Linked DNA regions of Mus musculus: region 1 is linked to region 2. A link is a contact called in public HiChIP or PLAC-seq data. All regions are on one chromosome and are shown on one strand. The core of a region is the stretch at or near the end of the contact, and the rest is flanking DNA. Distances in the headings are between cores, read along the strand shown. Region 1 has its middle 22 kb from the start of Nrf1. Region 2 holds the start of Strip2 (striatin interacting protein 2).

What was found. HiChIP or PLAC-seq counts read pairs in DNA pulled down with a chosen protein or histone mark.
Region 1: an H3K4me3 HiChIP or PLAC-seq map of embryonic stem cells shows a contact between it and region 2, with 24 read pairs. The contact joins the enhancer-like site here to the promoter of Strip2 in region 2. A contact is called at or near these places in 6 of 39 promoter capture datasets (the 3T3-L1 cell line, the HPC-7 cell line, cranial neural crest and 3 more), 1 of 484 Hi-C or Micro-C datasets (olfactory sensory neurons), 3 of 115 datasets of contacts at active chromatin or transcription factors (embryonic stem cells and neural tube) and 3 of 9 other capture datasets (adipose tissue, liver and pancreatic islet).

What each region holds. Positions count from the first base shown.
Region 1 is chr6:30,023,144-30,029,471 of GRCm38.p6, forward strand. No RefSeq gene overlaps it. Among named protein-coding and RNA genes, the nearest start is that of Nrf1, 22 kb to the right of the region's middle. Within about 2 kb of position 3,753, at least 59 of the 459 cell types and tissues checked have an H3K27ac peak or open chromatin away from gene starts, as enhancers often do. A contact at or near this core is called in adipose tissue and embryonic stem cells, where this site is marked.
Region 2 is chr6:29,913,078-29,919,158 of GRCm38.p6, forward strand. Strip2 (striatin interacting protein 2) reads left to right here and starts at 3,936. Exons shown (of 21, transcript NM_177204.3): 1 at 3,936-4,153. The coding sequence starts at 3,998.

The DNA.
Region 1 (6,328 bases), core at 2,503-5,002, 110 kb after region 2:
GCCAAATGACTTTATTGCTGGGTTTTACCAAAGATCTAAGAAATAAATCCTGGGGGCTGGAGAGATGGCTCAGTGGTTCAGAGCACTTGCTTTTCTGGAGGTCCTGAGTTCCAATTCCAGCAACCACATGGTAGCTCACAACCATCTGTAATGAGATTGGCCGCCCTCTTCTGTTGTGACTGAAGACAGACAGCTACAGTGTACTTATGTATAATAATAAATAAATCTTTAAAATAAAAAATAAATAAATCCCAGGGGACTGGGGAGTTGTGTGAACCTGAAACCTGAGATCAAAAAACAAAACCCACATAGCACACATCTGTAATCCCAGTACCCCTAAGGCAAAATGGAGGGACAGAGACAGAAGAGTCCCTTAGGAGCTTGTGGGGCAACTAGCCTGGTGTGTACAACAAAAAGATTCCGTGTAGGCATAAATTTTTTGCAACCTACTTTTAATAAGGTAAGGTGACCCAATACGCGCGTGGTTTTAGAGGAAGAACAGTGAGGCGGAGCAAACCAAATCAATGTTCAGTACTCGTCTCCCACCATCTGTGGGGTCATAGTTATCCTCCTTCATCAAGGGTCCTTTCACGTGTTTGCTCTATCCAAACATCCTTTCACCTGTGTCTCCTCCAGCAAAACATCCTCTCACCTGAGTGTCCCAGCAAACCATCATTTGACATAACTAACTTTCCAAAGAAACTAGATGCTTCCACTTCAACTCTGTTTCAATCAAGGTGAGAACTGACCCCAAGGCTGACTTCTGATCTTTACACATGCAATGTGGCATGTACATGCATGTGTGTGCAGACATATACACACACACACAAATAGAGAGAATGTCTAGTGTAAATAGGAAAACAAACAAAACAAATATCCAAATTCCCAGGGCTGGAAAGATGGCTCTGCAGTTAAAAGCACTTACTGCTCTTCCAGAAGGCATGAGTTTGGTTCCTGGTGCCTAAGTTAAGTGGCTCACAACTACCTGTAGCTCCAGTTCCAGGAGATCTAGCCCGTGTGTCTACACACACACACACACACACAGAGAGAGAGAGAGAGAGAGAGCGCAGAGCATATACATACTGCTCTTGTAGAGGAGTAAAGTACAGTTCCCAGCACTCACACCAGGCAGCTCATAAATTCCTGTAGCTCCAGCCTCCTACAACCCTTTCCGGATTCAAGGACATCTGCATTCACACGTGCGAGCTGGGAATGTGTGTGTGTAAATAAATCATTTTTTAAATTAATGATAAATATTCCTGATTCTCATAAAGATAAAAAAAATTGTGTGGTTTTCAAAACAGGGTTTCTCTGTTTTCCTGGAACTCACTCTGTTCACCAGGCTGGCCTTGCTTGAACTCACAGTAATCCACCTGCCTTTCTGCCTCTGCCTCTGCCTCTGCCTCTGCCTCTGCCTCTGCCTCTGCCTCTGCCTCTGCCCTCTGCCCTCTGCCCTCTGCCCTCTGCCCTCTGCCCTCTGCCCTCTGCCCTCTGCCCTCTGCCCTCTGCCCTCTGCCCTCTGCCCTCTGCCCTCCTGCCCTCTGCCCTCTGCCCCTCTGCCTCTGCCTCTGCCTCTGCCTCTGCCCTCTGCCTCTGCCCTCTGCCTCTGCCTCTGCCTCTGCCCTCTGCCTCTGCCTCTGCCTCTGCCTCTGCCCTCTGCCTCTGCCCTCTGCCTCTGCCCTCTGCCTCTGCCCTCTGCCTCTGCCTCTGCCCTCTGCCTCTGCCTCTGCCCTCTGCCCTCTGCCCTCTGCCTCTGCCTCTGCCTCTGCCCTCTGCCTCTGCCTCTGCCCTCTGCCTCTGCCTCTGCCTGCCTCCTCTGCCTCTGCCTCTGCCCTCTGCCTCTGCCTCTGCCTGCCTCCTCTGCCTCTGCCTCTGCCTCTGCCTCTGCCCTCTGCTTGCCTCCTCTGCCTCTGCCTCTGCCTCTGCCTCTGCCTCTGCCTCTGCCTGCCTCCTCTGCCTCTGCCTCTGCCTCTGCCTCTGCCTCTGCCTGCCTCCTCTGCCTCTGCCTCTGCCTCTGCCTGCCTCCTCTGCCTCTGCCCTCTGCCTCTGCCTCTGCCTCTGCCTCTGCCCTCTGCCTCTGCCTCTGCCTGCCTCCTCTGCCTCTGCCTCTGCCTCTGCCTCTGCCTCTGCTTGCCTCCTCTGCCTCTGCCTCTGCCTCTGCCTCTGCCTCTGCCTCTGCCTGCCTCCTCTGCCTCTGCCTCTGCCTCTGCCTCTGCCTCTGCCTGCCTCCTCTGCCTCTGCCTCTGCCTCTGCCTGCCTCCTCTGCCTCTGCCTCTGCCTCTGCCTCTGCCTCTGCCTCTGCCTCTCCCTCCTCTGCCTCTGCCTCTGCCTCTGCCTCTGCCTCTGCCTCTCCAGTGGCATGCACCACTATACCTGGTAAGAATTTTATTTTTACTTTATTATTTTTTAAAAGATTTATTTATTGTATGCATATGAGTACACTGTAGCTGTCTTCCAACACGCCAGAAGAGGGTATCAGATCTCATTACAGATGGTTGTGAGCCACCATGTGGTTGCTGGGAATTGAAATCAGGACCTCTGGAAAAGCAGTCAGTGCTCTTAACCGCTGAGCCATCTCTCCAGCCCCTATTTTATTTTATTTTTTTATTTTATTCTTTTGGTTTTTCGAGACAGGGTTTCTCTGTATAGCCCTGGCTGTCCTGGAACTCACTTTGTAGACCAGGCTGGCCTCAAACTCAGTCTGCCTGCCTCTGCCTCCCGAGTGCTGGGATTAAAGGCGTGCGCCACCACGCCTGGCTTTTCTTTTTTTTTTTTCTTTTTCTTTCTTTCTTTTTTTTTTAAATGTGTCTGTTTCCTGCATCTGTGTGAATGTATGCCATTGATGTGCTGGTGACCTCAGAGGCCAGAAGAAGGTGTTGAAATCCCGTGGAGCTGGTGTTAAGGGCAGTTTAGAACTGCTAAATGTAGTCGCTAGGAGCTGAATTCAGTTCTTCTGCAAGAATAGCAAGTGCTCTCAACTGCTGAACTATCTCTTCAGACCCTTTTATTTTCTAGATATGACTGTCTGTCTGTCTGTCTGACTCTCTCTCTTTCTCTCTCTCTCTCTCTCTCTCTCTCTCTCTCTACATATATATATATATATATATATATATATATATATATATATATATATATATATATATATACCACGTACATGTCTGCTGCCCTTAGTGGCCAGTGGAGAGAGTCAGATCCCCCTAGAACTAGAAGTACAGGTAGAAGTGAGCCACCATGTGTGTGCTAGGAATTGACTGACCCCGGATCCTCTATAGGAACAACTGCTAAGCTGTCTTTCCACCTGAGGGTTTTGTGTGTGTGTGTGTGTGTGTGTGTGTGTGTGCGTGCGTGTGTACACGTGTTATTTTGCTTTGCTTTTTGAGACAGGGTCTCCCTACAAAGCTCTGGCTGTCCTGGAGCTCTCAGTGTAGTCCAGACTAGCCTTGAACTCGCAGAGATCTGAGTGCTGGGTTTAAAGCCATACATCACCACACCCAACCTCAACCCCAGAATTTTATTACAGCAGGAACACTAACAGCTTGAACTGAGAGATAGGGTAAATGGGAAGAAGCCTAAGGGACCCCCAAAGTTTTTCTGCCAAGAAACAGATGGACGGACACAGTTGTAACTATCAGACACATTTCTGAAAGGGGGAAAACACTAAAACTAAAACCAGCGGGTGCGTGACTTAAGAGGAAATGGAGCCCGAGGCCATAGGGTGGGGCCTGGAGCCGGACAGGAAGTACTCCAGCCTGGAAACAAGTTTGTCTGAGTGGAGCTAGAATCTGAGTGCAGTGAAGGAATCCTTTCTCCTTCCTCCTCGCCTCTAAGCCCCACCCGCTTCATAGCAACTTTCCCCGAGCCCAGGCCCGCCTTCCTCTCAGTAGTTACTTGACTGACAATGACTTTGATCTTTTGATTACTTTGCCTCCCCCTCTGGAATTTCAAGCATTGCCACCATGCCTACTTTTATGCTGTTGTAGGGTTGGAACACGGGGCGGGGTGTAGTAGGGTTGTAGCCCAGGCTGACCTTGACCTCCAAACAATCTTTTTTTCCTCAGTTTTCCAAGTGCTGGGATTACAGACACCCACGGCTACACACAGGTTCTGACTGTTTTTTCTAAAGTAAAAATTCATGATAACTAAGGAGCTGAGGGCAGGCACATCCCTATAATCCCATCACGCAGGAGATGGGGTCAGAGGGCCACGGGAGTCTTGCCTGGTAATGAGTTTATAGCCTAGAATATATGAGACTGTCAAGAAAGAAACTAAGGCCGGGGGTGGTGCATGCCTTTAATCCCAGCACTCGGGAGGCAGAGGCAGGTGGATTTCTGAGTTCGAGGCCAGCCTGGTCTACAAAGTGAGTTCCAGGACAGCCAGGGCTATACAGAGAAACCCTGTCTCGAAAAAGAAAGAAAGAGAGAGAGAGAGAGAGAGAGAGAGAGAGAGAGAGAGAGAGAGAGAAAGGAAGGAAGGAAGAAAGAAACTAAGGATGGGGACGTGGGGAGAGAGAAGAGAAAGATCAAGATAAACTGAATGATACAGAATCTGACATTAGAGCCATCCCAGGAACGTCCACGTGGTGGTTGGGATGGAGCTGGGAAATGTCCAGTAGAGCTGTCCTATACCATTCCCTTGGATTCCCACTTGCTCCTCTGATGGAAACTGTATCCTCTCTTCTGTTAACCTGCTTGGTGAAAACTGCTGTGAGCTAGCATCAAAATCTAAGCAATTTAAGGCAGCTTGCCCTTGCCAGGGGTAATGTGCGCAGGGTTTTTGGTTTGGTTTGGTTTCGATTTTTGCATCCTTATCATCATTGGGGGGGGACGGGACTTTTTCTGGCAGTACATTCAGCGGCTCAATGGAAAAGATGCTGTGAATGTCAGCGAGGAGAAATGACTTCAGACCCAGTGTCCCGTCCTTGTGAACCTCACATGCTGGTTCACTCTTATATTTTTGTTTTTTTAAGATTTATTAATTATACATAAGTACACTGTAGCTGTCTTCAGACACACCAGAAGAGAGCATCAGATCTCATTACAGGTGGTTGTGAGCCACCATGCAGTTGCTAGGATTTGAACTCAGGACCTCTGGAAGAGCAGTCAGTGCACTTAACAGCTGAGCCATCTCTCCAGCCCCTGGTTTATTCTTTTGTAGCAGAGACCTTTGTGAACTGACAAGGGGTTCTCTGGTTGCTATGGAGCTAACAAGCATACTGTTGCCTACTCCAGCTTTGTACATTTTCAGTCTGTTGTTGAGTAGTGGTTTCCTCTGGAGTGAATCAGTCCCTCCTGGAGCGGGGAGAAAGGAAATTTATAAGACTCAGGAAGCAAACACAATTTACAAGTCTTAGAAAGCTACTGAAACATCCACCCCCAACACACCCACCCACACCCAAAGTTGTATAAGCGGTAACAATTGCTTGGGAGAAGAGCCTACTGTGGGACTACCTACAGGTTGTGAGCTGTCACTCACGCAGGGGGTGGGCATTTTGGAGGTACAGCTGCCTTTGAGTCATCCTTCCTGCTCCAAGTAAACTGTCAGCCACACCCTTGTGAATCCGTAATCTCATTGCTTTATTCAGCTAGTCTCTGGCAGAACAGACAATTGTTCTAGTCTCCCAGAAAGAGTCACACAGTTCTACATCCTCAAAAGAACTCGGTAAGATTTAGCACCTTCCTTGTGGGACCATTACTTTCTTGGCTGTACTTTAATGACGATAGCTGTAGGTAAAAGCCAGAGTCGGAGCTAGGAATTGTTTTACCATAGCTAGGCCCACAGTAGGTGCCTACTAAGTTGTTTCCCAGATAACAATAACATGAAAGCAGTACAACTCTTCCTTCCTTGTTCCAGGATCCCCCATGAATCCTAAACTCTACAAGAGGCTCTCAAATCCCTTTTAGAAAATGGTTCAAAGTGGTTCTAAGACCTGCCATATCCTCCCATACACTTCGAATCATCTCTAGATTACTTATTGTGGTAGTTTGAATGAAATGTGGAGGTGGGCTCTGAGCGGTCAAAGCCTCTGGCGACCCCCACTATGCTTTCTCTGCCTCCAGGTTGTAGCTTGAGGTGTGAACTCTCTGGTCTCAGCTCTCAGATCCAGTCACCAGGCCTGCCTGCTGCCATGCTTCCCCCACCGTGATGTTGATGGAGTCTCTTCTTTTAAAAAAAATGTATTAGTTTTATTCTGTGTTTTGCCTGCATGTGTGTAACTGCACTGTGTGCATGCAGTGCCTTAGGAGGCAAGAATAAGGCCTCAAAGGGCCTGAACCTGGAGTTACAGAGAGTTGAGAGTCAACAAGTAGGTGTTGGGAGCTAAATCCAGGTC
Region 2 (6,081 bases), core at 2,686-5,185:
TTAGGCTGTCTTAGTGCCAGGTACCATCTATTTAATGGAGTATTTTATCTTTGTGAATTAGCATGCTTAAATAGGGAAAGGAGTGTGTTTTGTCTCTAATTATTCCTATTTTTACCATCAACATTCCATCAGAAGCCTGAGTTTGGAAGTAAAAACCTGGGACAAGGGAATTTGGTAGCATAGTGTTGTGGGAGTTTTTTTATTATTATTAATATTATTGTTTAAAGGTGTTGCTTTCAATTATGTATCTGTGTATGGATATGTGCATCTGAGTGCAGGTGCCTGTGGAAGCCAGAATTACCTACAGATGGTTGTGAGCCACCTGATGTAGGTGCTGGAAACTGAAATCAGGTTCTCTGGAAGAGCATCGAGTGCTCTTAACCACTGATGCATCTATATACTAGCTCCAGTAGTCCAGATTTCAAAATACTGGCAGCATCAACCAGCCTGACATTACCTCCCAGGTATACTTCTGGTTGTTTCTGTGACCAAGGATATTCATGATTGTCACTCTTTGGTAAATAAGCTGAATGGCCTACAGTTTCAAAGTTTTCAGTTGATTGAAGTTTCTTATGACTTCATCCAGTTTTTCCCCCAGACATCTTCCACTTCATGACAAGTTCTGAATATCTATCTGGGCTTATCTTGAGCAGATAGAGGTCCAGTCTTTGCTGTTTTACCATTCACTAGAAAAAGATTACATTCTGATTCTTAGAGATCTTCACATTTTCAATTCCCATCTCTGAAAGCAAAGCCAGATGGAGCTCTAGGCTCAGTTACCTTTAGATAGAAGCCAACGGGAGAAGACCTCCTCAGTGCCACTCCAAACACATCAGTCTTTGCCCTAGGGATAAACAGGAAAAGGAAGAAAGCCTCAAAAGGAGACCCTGTGAGGATGTTCCTGACCAGCTGGGATCACAGGAAAATCATTTCTGGGACTGTCAATCCTAAGTGGCAATTGACTGCTTAAGACAACAGGTACACAAAGAACAGAGAGCTAGACAAAGAACTCTTTAGTAAGAAACCCAATGGGCTTTGCTATGGCAAGGGTGTCGCACTGAAGCAGGCATAACCTAAGCATGGATTGTGGATTTTAATGTAGATTGTACATTTTTAAGAGTTTTAACAAATTATACCCTGAAAAATTCCAAAATCAAGTAGTTTGTGCCTTGAGCCAAAGACTTTCTTGGAAATAAATTCACATGAGTTTATTTACAAAGCCAAGATATTGCAACAGGAGATTTTTGCTCTCCAGGGGATATATTGCAATGTTTAAAGGCATTTTTGGTTGTCATAACTAAAGGGAAAATGCTGCTGGCATCTGTTGGGGACAGCCAAAAGCTCTACTGAACAGCTTAAAACATATGGACACTCTGCCTTAATTTTTCTGTCCAAAATGTTAATACACCATAGATTGTGACCCCCTGTGTTAAACATACAGAAATGTGGTATGCAAAACCAATGAAGAACCAGGCTTAGTGGTGCACACCTGTAACCCCAGAACTTTGGAGACAGGAAGATCAGGAGTTCAAGGTCATCTTCACTTAAACCATGGTTTAAGCCAGCCTGAGCTACATGAGACTGTGACTCAAAAAATAAACAACAACAACAACAAAAAACCACAACGGGGGTTGGGGATTAAGCTCAGTGGTAGAGCGCTTGCCTAGCAAGCTCAAGGCCCTGGGTTCAGTCCTCAGCTCTAGGGAAAAAAAATCACAATGAAGCTTGACCCTACGAAGAAGCTTACATCCACAGTGGCGTAGGAGTGGGACTGGAAGACTGGTGAAATGTTGGGGACCATGAAAAGTACCCAGAAATCTCCAAAGAATATGGTCTTGGTTGATGTCCTCCTTCCCCCTATCACCTGCCAACTAGCAGAAAGGTAAAGAAGAAAAAAGTTGAGGGCCTGGGGAAATGGCTCAGTCATTAAAACCACAAATTGCTCTTGCAGAGGAGCTGAGATGGTGGCTCCCAACCATCTGTAACTCGAGTCCCAGGACATCTTCCCTCTTCTAGCCTCCATGGGCACCAGGAAGCATTTGCTGCACAGACAAAAGACTCATATGCATAAATAATATATTTTTTTAAAGAAATGGGGTTAAGATCTGTACAAAGTCTCATGTCTGTAGTTCCAGTACTCAGGAGGATGAAGGAGGGTTACCATGGCTAGGCTACATAGTTCTAGGCTATTCTGAGCTACAATGTGAAACCATGTCTAAAAAAGAATGGAATTATTCCTAAGAAAAGGAGAAATAATTCCATTGGTTGAGAAGAATACAGTACTAGAATTTGGGATCCCAGCAAAGTTGGTTTGATAGCAACATACCTAATACAGTTAGGAGGATCAAAAAAAAAAAAAAATGTAGAGAAGTAGGAGTCATCTTAAAGATCAGTAGCTGTGCTGGCTGGTTTTGTGCAAACCTGACACCAGAAAGAGTCATTTTGGAAGAGGGAATTTCCATTGAGGAAAAACACCCCAGCAGTCTGACCTGTGTGTGCGCAAGTTTATGGGGCATTTTCTTGGCTGATGGTTGATGTGGAAGGGCCTGGCTCACTGTAAGCAGTTGTATTAAAAAGCGAGGAGGGACAAGCCAGAAAGCACAGTTCCTGCTTCCCTAGGTAATGAGCTGTAGGCTATCAGATGAAACAAACCCTCTCTTACCCAAGTTACTTTTGGTCATGGATTTTTATCACAGCAATTGAAACGCCAAGACTGAAGTAAACCAAGTGAACGGAAGTTTCTTCTATAGAGCAGCATACTTACCACACTGAGACAAGACTTAATGTAATCCTTGGGTGTTCTCTGTGCTTCAGAATTTCCTCATCAATAAAAACTGGATTCGTAAAAAATAACCTGTCCGGAAGAGGTGTGGTACCAAGAAAACACATACAACGCTTGGCACAGTCCCAACTCAATGATCCTTTCACTGTCTTAAAGTCATGGGTTACCATAGCGATTTGGTCCCTCCCATTCCCTTCATCCATTGTCAAGCCAGACCTGCCAATATATTTAAATTGTATTCGGGAGAGAGCCGAATCCACAGCCTTCAACTACCCGGTTACCTTCTGGTTACTTTTAGCTCTTAGGGCGTAGGATTTTTTTTTCTTTTCAATTTAAATATTTATTTGTTTGTATATGGGAATCGGGGAGGACACCAGGAGCATGTGTGGAGGTCTGGTGTCAAAGGACAACTTTTGGCTGTTCATTCTCTCCTTCCACCAAGTGAGGACCCGGGGATCGAACTCAACATCTTAGACTTAGATTAGGATTGTTTTAGAAATGGGAAGGAAAGAGCAGCGGGTGAGGGTGGGAGCTTGCCATCTATTCGCACCAAAAAGAAGGCGCCCACACAGCTAGGGACAAATGACAGGGAGCAGCCCTCAGGGATTTCAGTTAGGTCCCTCCCCGCAACTCTCATTCTCTCCTCCAAGAGTTCTCTTCCGAAAGCTTCCTGAGAGGGTAAGTTTATGGTGTGGTGGCTCAGGTTATCCTGAAGGCCAAGCCCTTTCTGCGACAAAGCGGGATGTCACAGGCGTGCAGCAGCCTGGATGAGGGGGTCCGGGTCTAGTACCGCCGAAACGTAGGCACTTTGGACCAGGGATGGACTAGGGCTCTCAGGAAAAGGCTGCTATGTGGGACAGGAACAGCACTGAAAAGAGCATGCAGCACGGAGCTAAGCCGCCTTGCGCTCAGGGTTCAGAATTCGAATCGTGGAGCTGGACGTGGAGTCTACTAGTCCCAGGCTACCAGCAACTGAGCAGTAAAAATGCCGGGGGTCCATGGGGAAAATATTCCTTGAAAGAGCCCCCGCCTCTGGATGGCTGATTAGCCAATCGCATCTCGGGGCGGGGCCTCGGAGAGTAGTTACAGCCAATCGGAGTTCAGGGGGCGGGGCCTGGTCCCGGGCGCGCGCTGTGGCGGGGTCGCCCTGGGCAGAGATCTTGGAGCTACGGTAGGGAGCCGCTGAGGCGAACCGCTGAAGGGAACCTTCCCAGCATGGACGACCCCGCGGCACCGGGGCCCGCCGGCTCTCCTGCTAATGACAACGGCAACGGGAACGGCAATGGGAACGGGAACGGCAACGGCGGCAAAGGGAAGCCGGCCGTGCCCAAGGGCAGGGAAACGTTCCGCAACCAGCGGCGGGAGTCGGAGGTGAGGAACCCGGAGGTATCCGCCAGCGGGAAGCGGCGGCTGAGGTGGAGCGGCCCTCAGCCCGGTCCCTTCCCGCTGCGGGTCGCCCGCTTTCTTGCCTTGGCCTGCGGTTTTCCTAACCGGCGCGAAGAGCGTAACAGATACTTTCCAGATACTTGACAGCTGCCGCCCGGTGAAGCCGGAATTTGGATCCCGGTGTACCGATGGGGAACCAGCGCATAGAGGTGCAGGGACTGGACGGAGGGGCGGGAGCCCGAGCTCTGCCGCGGGAGGGGAGGGTGGGCTGGCGGGCAGCACGCCCTCCCTCTTCACACTGCAGCAACTGGCACTGGACTGGACCAGACCAGCCTGGAGCACCAGCCTTCCCCTTGCTATATCTCCTGCCCTCGGGTGATGGCGGTGGCTTAGGGAGCGCCTTCCGCGAACAGCTCGCCCCTTTTCTAGGAGGGTTGAAAGACAGGATTCAAGCTGGGATAGGACCAGGGCGACGTTTGAGAGTAGCAGTCCCAGGATGCAGCTAATGGGATGGCTATTTAAATATCTTCCACCTTTTCTTAGGAAAAAAACAAAACCAAAACCAAAAAAAACTAACTTGGGACATGGAAAGGAATGAATTATTATTATTCCCCTACATTTTATCTAGCCATATTCCATCTATCAACCAAGAGCAAAACTGCATACAAGCAGGGACTCAGGGGGAACGAAATGTATGTGGAAGGGGATGTGAAGGTCATCTGGTTTAGCCTTTATTTGATTCGATTTCATCTGGATTTAATTATTTGAGACAGCCCATGGCAACGTCTATTGACAACTTGCCCTGGCTGGGCTTGAACTCACTGTGTAACTGAGGAGAGCTTTGATCCTCCTGCCTCTGTTTTTCAGGTGTTAGGATTACAAAATATGCTACCACAGTGAGCCTAACCTTTCATTTTACTACGTAGAAGCCACGGAGTTGGGGGGATGTGGCTCAGTGATGGAGTGCTTGTGTAGCTTACACAAGACTCTAAATTGATCCCCAGCAGCAGAAAAGGGGTCTGGTCATCTAGAGACAAAAGGTAAAAGAGATAAAACCAACTCTCCTGAGATCAGACACTTGGCTGACAGTGAATGGCCAAAACCACCAAGTTTCAGTGTCTGTCTGGCCAATTGTCTGTCTGTCTGTTTCAGTACCTCCATTTATTATCTGTGTGGCTTTAGGCAAATTAACTAACCTAGTTTCTTTTGTAAAACAGTTACCACTGAATAACTCAGAAGGTTGAGATAATCGAACACAAAGCCTTTTAAACAGTTCATATAATTAATTGGTCAGTACTTATAACTGTCATCATTCTCGTTAAGGGGCAGAGGGAGTCCTAGTCTGTGGTGATTCATTTAAATAGTATTTCACAGTTTCCAAAGTGATCAATCTGTCTATTTGGTTATTTGTTGTACAGAGACCAACACTAGCATATACACTGCCATTAAGCTCTCACCCCCGTCTCCTAGTTCCTAAAAGGTAAATGGAGCAGGGGAAACTGCCCCCAAAGTCACCATCTTGTACAGACAGGGTTTCTTTGTAGGGATTTTCTTTTAAAAGTGCCTTATACCTCCTTCCTCAAGAGAGACATTGGTGTGTTTTTCGATGAAGGAAAAGTTTAATCTTGGCTCATGGTTTCAGAGGACTATTGTGGTGGTGAGGCCATGTTGGAGGACAGCTCAAAACGGAGGAAGTGAAACATTGTTCTTGATCAAATATTTTGAGGGGCTAGCAATGAAGTTACAAGATGTTAATGATATATCAGTGAATAAGGCAGAAGGGTCTTTGCCCTTCTAGAGCAAGCATTCCAGGAAAGGTGGGGAGACACAATATGCAAATAAATGACCCCAGAGTGATAGGCTGGGTCTTCCTTCTGAAGTAGAGGCATGGCACAATCCCCACCTGTCTCAGT